2 separate regions of the Mus musculus genome follow, and region 1 is linked to region 2. The links are chromatin contacts, called in public Hi-C maps. All regions are on one chromosome and are shown on one strand. The core of a region is the stretch at or near the end of the contact, and the rest is flanking DNA. Distances in the headings are between cores, read along the strand shown.

What was found. Hi-C and Micro-C count contacts between places; a contact is called where the count stands out from the background.
Region 1: a contact with region 2 is called in a Hi-C map of liver, with 4 times the contacts expected there. The contact joins two enhancer-like sites. A contact is called at or near these places in 1 of 39 promoter capture datasets (liver), 2 of 484 Hi-C or Micro-C datasets (both in liver), 1 of 115 datasets of contacts at active chromatin or transcription factors (liver) and 2 of 9 other capture datasets (adipose tissue and pancreatic islet).

What each region holds. Positions count from the first base shown.
Region 1 is chr7:140,719,714-140,723,319 of GRCm38.p6, forward strand. It overlaps the pseudogene Olfr542-ps1. Among named protein-coding and RNA genes, the nearest start is that of Olfr541, 17 kb to the left of the region's middle. Within about 2 kb of position 1,663, at least 5 of the 459 cell types and tissues checked have an H3K27ac peak or open chromatin away from gene starts, as enhancers often do. A contact at or near this core is called in adipose tissue and liver, where this site is marked.
Region 2 is chr7:140,628,575-140,632,265 of GRCm38.p6, forward strand. No RefSeq gene overlaps it. Among named protein-coding and RNA genes, the nearest start is that of Olfr61, 7.3 kb to the right of the region's middle. Within about 2 kb of position 2,212, at least 4 of the 459 cell types and tissues checked have an H3K27ac peak or open chromatin away from gene starts, as enhancers often do. A contact at or near this core is called in adipose tissue and liver, where this site is marked.

The sequences.
Region 1 (3,606 bases), core at 413-2,912, 91 kb after region 2:
CTCATCACACGTGTGCTACATCATGAGGGATTGGGATTGCAGAGAGTAAAAGAGGGGTGAACGATGGAGAGCATTTTCAGATAAATAGCACCACAAAGGATTGTCACACGAAGGATTGGTAGGGGTAGAATGGTGTGTGTGTGTGTGTGTGTGTGTGTGTGTGTGTGTGTGTGTGTGTGTGTGTGTTCATGGAGAAAAGGCCAGTGGATGATCTCAGGTCATCGCACAGGTATTTCCTGGAAAGACTATTATTATTGGTAAAGGTAAACAATAAGATTATCAGAAAAGTTGAGCCATGCTCTGAAGAACAATCACCATCCCCCCCCTCACACACTGATGACAGGAATGAGCTGCCTGCTAACAGTGCATATAAAACCCACAGAAAAGGCTCTGGGAAGTGGTGATGCCATGAGCCATAGGCTTGTTGAGTCAAGAATGGTTACCAGGCACAAAGGCAGAAAAGCCATAGAGTACTTTGGGGTTCACGGGCCTGTGACAGAGAGGAGGGCTCCCTGAGATAACATATTTGAGATACATCATGGTAATGATAGAATCAACCAGGAAGACTGATGGATCACAGAAAGTAAGGCTTATAAAAGACCCGAGTTTATGAAGAGAGATGTGGGCAAGAATAGACCATACAGAAGTATCAGAGTTTATGAAGAGAGATGTGAGCAACCAGAGAGCACACAGAAGTACCAGAGTGTGGGTTCCCAAACCAGATGAGCACTGCCCATACCCTGGAGAGCTCTCAGAAAACATGGTGGGAGTAGGGCTGATCTCTACCCAAATCAGGCTTGTGCCTGCTCAACTCCATAAAGACAAAGACCAAGTAATGATAAAGCCAGTTCAATCTTTGTTTCCCCTGCCAGAGAACTGGCTTCTCAGAAATCATGTAACCAGCAGTCTGCTAATATAGCTGTTATGCTTGGAAGGTCCCTGCCCCTGCTGAAATACTTCCTCCCTTTTCCTTTCTCCTCTCTCTCCTGAGTCTAGCTCTATCATATAGCCTCTCTATTTCAATAAAGGAGCTGTTCTCTGACAGTCTCCTTGTTATCTATACCCACCATACTCTCCGCTGCCTTAGACCCTGATCCAATATGTGACAGTCATTTGGGGGTGGGGGGCACACATCGGAGAAAGGATAGTGAGTGAGATCCCAGGAGACAAGGTTATACAGAGTCTACAAGAGACATCTCAGCATGTCTTTCCAAGAGGTGCCGGTGGTTATGAGAATGTTTGCTCTGAGGGTGAAGGGTACAAATTCATCTTCACAACATCACCAGAGTACAACTTGGGAGGAGCAGATCACAGAGTAGACAGGCTCTGAATAAATAATGCTCTACTACACGATGGCGAGAACCTAAATCTAAACAATGAAAGTTTCAAAGGTAGAAACTGAAAAAAATAAATAAATGAAGGAAATTGGGTTTAGAAAATAAATAGAAGGGGTGGGTGATGGATAGACAAGCTGCCAAGAGAGAAACACGCTCACTCCACCCCCTTATGTCAACAGACTAAGTTTTAAGGTGGTAAAGTATGAAAAACGGACATTGAAGTTTTGGACTATGACCTTGTCTCCGAGGCTTGTAGACACAGGAATAGATCCAGAGCTGTTCAGTGCTAATGTCGAGTGCCAACCAGACAATAGTGACTGGGCTCATGTTGCAACGGTTCTCAGAACAGCTGAGTTGGTGAATGCTCCTGCTTGGCTGTATCCTGTCTTTCTACGCCATAGCATTCCCAGACAATGCAGCAAACATCATTCTGGAGTCCAGCACTGGGCTCCACAGAACCATGTACTTTTTTCCTGTGCAACCTGGCCACCATGGATATTGTCTGTACCTCATCGGTGCTTCCCAAGGCCCTAGTTAGCCTAGTGTCTGAGGAAAACACCATCTCCTTCAAGGAGTGCATGGCCCAGCTCTTCTTCCTTGTCCAGTCTGCATCCTCTGAGCTGCTGCTGCTCATGGTCAATGCTATGACTACGATGTGGCCATCTGCTGTCCCTGCACTGTAATTTTAGGATAAGCCCACAGCTGTGGGAACTAAGCCATGGGTATGTGGTCCATATGAGCACTAAATGCATCTGTGCACACTGGTCTGATAATGTGGCTGCAAACAGCGTCATGATTCTCATGGCCAAAGACTTCTATGGAGGTATCAACTTCTTGCTGACCCTACAGTCCTGTGGCTGCAACTCAACCTCACACTACCCAGTAGCCTGTGCAGTGCTTATCCATGCTCTGTGCTTGTGTCAGCACCCCTTTAAACGACATCCTGGAAAGTAGCAGTGTCTTCAGTGCTGTACACAGTCCTGAGCCCTACCTTGAACCTGCCCATCTATACACTGGGAAATAAGACCCTACAAGCCATGGGAGACGTGTGCAACTTTTTAAGCTGCAGATGGAAATGCACAAGCTGCCCTTCAGGCTTATGCTCCTCTCACACTTGCCTTACTGAGAGTAGCTCCATGGAGTACAGAGGCAGCTGTCATAATAAAGAAAAGAGCCTTCAGTCATAGGTGATGGCACTGTATTGTCGGCCCTGCTGTGTTATTTTGGTTGGGCCTCAGGGGTCTGTGGGTCATCAATAAATGTCTCATTTTCAGAACCACCACCTCAGGCTCCTGACGTGCTCTTCTCCCATCTAGGTTAATATTCCAGGGCAACACCGCCACAGAGCTTGGCTTCTCTCAGCCTTTGCTTAGTTACCACTACTCCTTTTTATTGTCCCAATGGTCAATATCACTCTTTCCCAATTACTCACGCTGTTAGTGGATGAGCTAACTTTTCTCGTTGCTTTGATAAACTAACAGGAGCAACATAACAAAGGTTTGGGGTTTGGCTCACCATGGCAGAAAACACGTGATGGCAGAAGTGCCACATAGACACATGGCATCCACATTAGAGAGCAATGAGTGTTCATACTCAGTTCACTTTCTTCTCTTATACAGTCTGGGTCTCTAGACCATGGAATAGTGATGCCCCATAGTTAGGGCAGGTCTTCCCACCTTAACTACTGTAATCTAGATAATCTTTCACTGACTACCAAGAATCTTGTCTCTGGTGATTCTGGTTCCTGTTAAGTGAATCATCAATATTAGCCATCACAAGTGGGGGTAATTAATAACCTATTCTTGGCATCTTCTCCCTCCCTCAATACATTGTCATGTTCTGTTCTTCAAAATCTTCTATATACCATGCCCCCAACCTTTCCTCATCAAACAAAAATGACCTGTTTTTGCCTCCTGAACTTAGGCTCCTTGGTTACTCCTCATTCTATCTGAAATTTTTCAGGTAGTACCTAATTCTACTCTAATTTCTTAGCATATATAACTAATCCTATCTCCAATCTACATATCTGCATAGTGACATATCTCTCTGAACATACTTTAATTCCTGTAATGTAGTGTGATTTGTTTTTATGTTCCTGGCCCTTTAAAGGATCCCCAGTGGCTAGTCAACTGGCTCTTTGGGAATGCTTCACTGTTAGAACTGTTTGGCCCTATAACCTTTAGAGTCATGCCTCTTGGACTTCTGAGAACAGTAAAGGACATGAAAAGCCAGCAGAGGCTGAGGGAGAAGAGAGTAGAGTCCAGGTGGC
Region 2 (3,691 bases), core at 962-3,461:
TGGACATACTGAAAGAATATTAATTCATAAAGATATATTGAAGGCTTGGAAGGAAAGCATTGAAAGTAGAACATACTTAGAATAAATCCATTGAATATATCCAGTTTACATGAAGTACTCTCAGTCCAGTTCAAAGGAGTCAATTAATACTACGGTGAGACCTTTGGCACAGAACATGAGAATACCAGGAGATTCTGGGAGATGTGTGTGGAGTGTGGAGGAGGAAGTGCTCCTACCTATGAGATTCCTCTGACCACACTCATCCACACCAGTCTTCAGGGATTTGGGGTTTATGAAGCCAAGAGGTGTTTTTTAATTGATCCTACGAGATTTCTCGTTGGATTTCTATCCCAAGAGGTACCAGGACAAACATCTGCCCCTGGTCTCAGAAAATCACTGGAATTTGTGAAGGTCAATTGATACTCAACACAAAGGAAGACAGCTTCAGAAGGACAAAAGACTTGGTGCTTGCAGGAGAGAAAGTCAGTGCTCAGCACAGTGGTCACTGTGTGGGAGCCATCTGTCACTTCAATTCACTGGGACAGAGACAGGTGAGTGAAGACTTTCACAGGTTAATAATGGTACTCCAAGTAAAAGATAACTCTCTAAAAATGGCATTTGTCCCCATTTTTGGAAATCTGTACAGAGAGACAGAAACACAGAAGGGTTAGGTACTCAATGGATCCCGGGTTTGATGAAGAGTGCTGGGTCAGAGATCCAAAAACAGAATATGATAGAAAGATTTTGTTTCCTGCTCCATTGTATAAACAGCAGAATGTCTAGTTTCTAATCATGATCAAAGAGTTTGTTAATTTCTGTTATATTTGCCTTATGGTCATAACTAGACATATTCATTCTCCCACAGTATTCCCACAAGTTAAGATGAAAATAACAAATTTTCATATTGATGTCTAGATAGTACTTTTAATGTACCCCTTTTGGTCATTGGTGTCCATAGAGATTGGTGGAAAATGCCATAAAAGAGATTTTCTTACCTGTTGTTCTGAGGATAGAAAATGCTCTTTACCTTGAGTTGAAAACATCAGTCCAGCCTCCTGGAGTTAGAATTGCCCTATCTGCTCCAAATCGGGGTTGGCATGACTGGGAGTCACTTAAAGAAACAATTACAGCTGTCTAACATTAAGTATCAAGAAAAATGACCAAATAATGGGGGGGGTGTTAATAGGGCTGGAGGTGCAGATGCTTCCTCCTCCACTTTTGCTATCTTGACCACAGTATCTGCAGACATTCTAGTTCCTGACCCTGGTGAGGAGCCTCAGCTGCTCTGCTCCTGGCTCAGGCTCAGCTTCTGACGCTTTTCAGGTCAGCCTTGCTGAGATCTGGCTTACAGGTAACCATGAGAGGCTGTTGTGAATTTGTTCCCACAGACTCCCCACCTGGACACTAGATTCTCCCCTATCCTCTTAGGCACAAATGGGCACATAAGCAATCAAAGCTAAATTCCAAAGAGCATGATAGATTCCAGGAAAGAGGGCTCAAGGAGAGATAGCTACTTCTCTACTTCGCAGTGTGCATTGGTGAAGTTGGGAAATGTATTAATTACTTTTTGCTTCTGTATGACAGTATCATATCTAAATATTATAACATTGTCTGCTAGCCCAATAGGAATGGCAGGCATCAAAATATCGCTTGCCAAATACGATGTGTATGAAGTGACTATTGATCTACAGTTTTCCAAAAGTGCCATTTATGAAATATTCCAAAACCAAATTTGTTTATTTGGCTACTGGATACACCAGTACATAGCAAGTCCCAGTAGTCCAGTCCAAGTAAAATGGAGTCCTGGTCTACTAAAGTGATCTCCAACCAACATCTTCTCCCTGTGATTTATGTTCTGCGATAAACGACAAATGTTGAGTAGGACTCAGTACAAATACTGAGACTCCTCTATTATACTGTGCAGGGAATGTCTGGATTGATCATGATGAGAAGCAGCGAAGAATACCACTTGGCAAAATGCACAAGATGAAGTTGATATTGCTTCTGTGAAGCCAACAGATAATATGTAGGATGCTGAGACTATCAGAAAGTCCTGTGTCTAATCTAGCCTCTGCCCAACACAGATTTAGGGTCATAACCTTTTAATCTCTCTGTTGTTTTTTTGCAAGAACATAGCTCCGCCCCTACCCCCTGCTCTAGTTCACTAGCCTGTCACAATTTGGACTTAGAAATCCCAGAACTAGAAACCTGTCTAATTTCACAATTTGTTCCAGTTCTGGGTACTTCAGAGCTCACATACAAGAGCCTTGATGGTGTCTCTGTCTGCTAGGACAGGGGCTCCTTATTCATCATGTTGTTACAGGCTCTTACAGGTTGTCACTTCACTGTCAGTGTCAAGACCCTGAAGCAAACTCTTAATGCCTTTACTGATCATGCTTAATGGATTCAGACATTTGTTGTAATTACTATGTTCTTGCTACTAAGTGCTCTCAGTGAGAGCAAGTAGAATATGGTATTTTTTAATGTATTTAATTCAGATTTGATCAAAACATTTTGTAAATGTATTGGTGGAATCATTGAAGTCTTTTTGTGTTCAGTTCAGACCTGTCTCCTGCTATGCACACTCATATTCCATCTCTCACTATTGTAAAGTGAGTGCACAAGTGTACATATTGCCATTGGATTATGCATGTGGCAAAGGCATTGCACTCCACTGTTCAAAAGACATGTCCCTCTAACCTCTAACCTCTAACCTCTCCTATAACAATCCTACTTCACACTCTCTCCCCTTGTCATTGGTGTCTCCTTTCTCCACCTAAAGGCATGTGCTCCCATTACTCTAAATATACATTGCATTTGCCCTAACACACTTAAAATATTTTCAAGATAGATGTCAAGGATTTGATTAAAGGACACTTAAAAAGTGAAAGCAATCTTTTTATATGCTTGCTTTTTAAAACCATTTTGTGTTTTATGGAATGCTTTCTTTCATGTAGCCCAGTTCCATGAAGATATAGGGCATCTTCATAATCCGAGAAGTCCTATACATTTTGTCAGGGCACAATAATTAGGAAGTAACACATATGCATCTTCTTCTATAGATCAGCTTTTAAGTGCATTTCCCTCCCCATGAACACATATAACTTTATTGTTAACAGTTATTTTTAATATCTTAAACTTTGGACTCCATACGTATCATTGTCTGGTTATAACTGGCTTTTCTGTGATATATTTTTCTGAATTAATATCATGAGTAACAATAGCTGTCATGAATGGTGTCAATCAATACTGGTATTTGTAATAACAAGTCGCTGCATATGTTGATGTGTCATAGGTTGATATTTCAACATGGTTTATACATATTCTAAGTAAAGTTTATTTGTTCTAAGTAAGTTTGCTTCTGTGACTTTGTCATCTGTCTTGTCAAGCTTTGAGCTTATCTCTTCTCACTGTTTGTGAATACATGAGATGATTGTGGAGTGTAGTCACTCCACTATGCAGAGCCCTAGAACTTGTTTTTCTGCCTAAATGAAGTCATCTACCACCTCTAAATCTTACAAAACTCTTTTCTTCCCCTCATCCATGAATATTTTTAAGACTTGAGGAAAGGGAGTGATCTAAACCTTCTGTTTAGGTCTGAGCACACCAAAGTTTGTATTCTGTACTTATTGACCTTTCTGCTAATTCTTATCTACTGCAAGAAGAAGTTTCTCTGCTGAGTATTGTATGA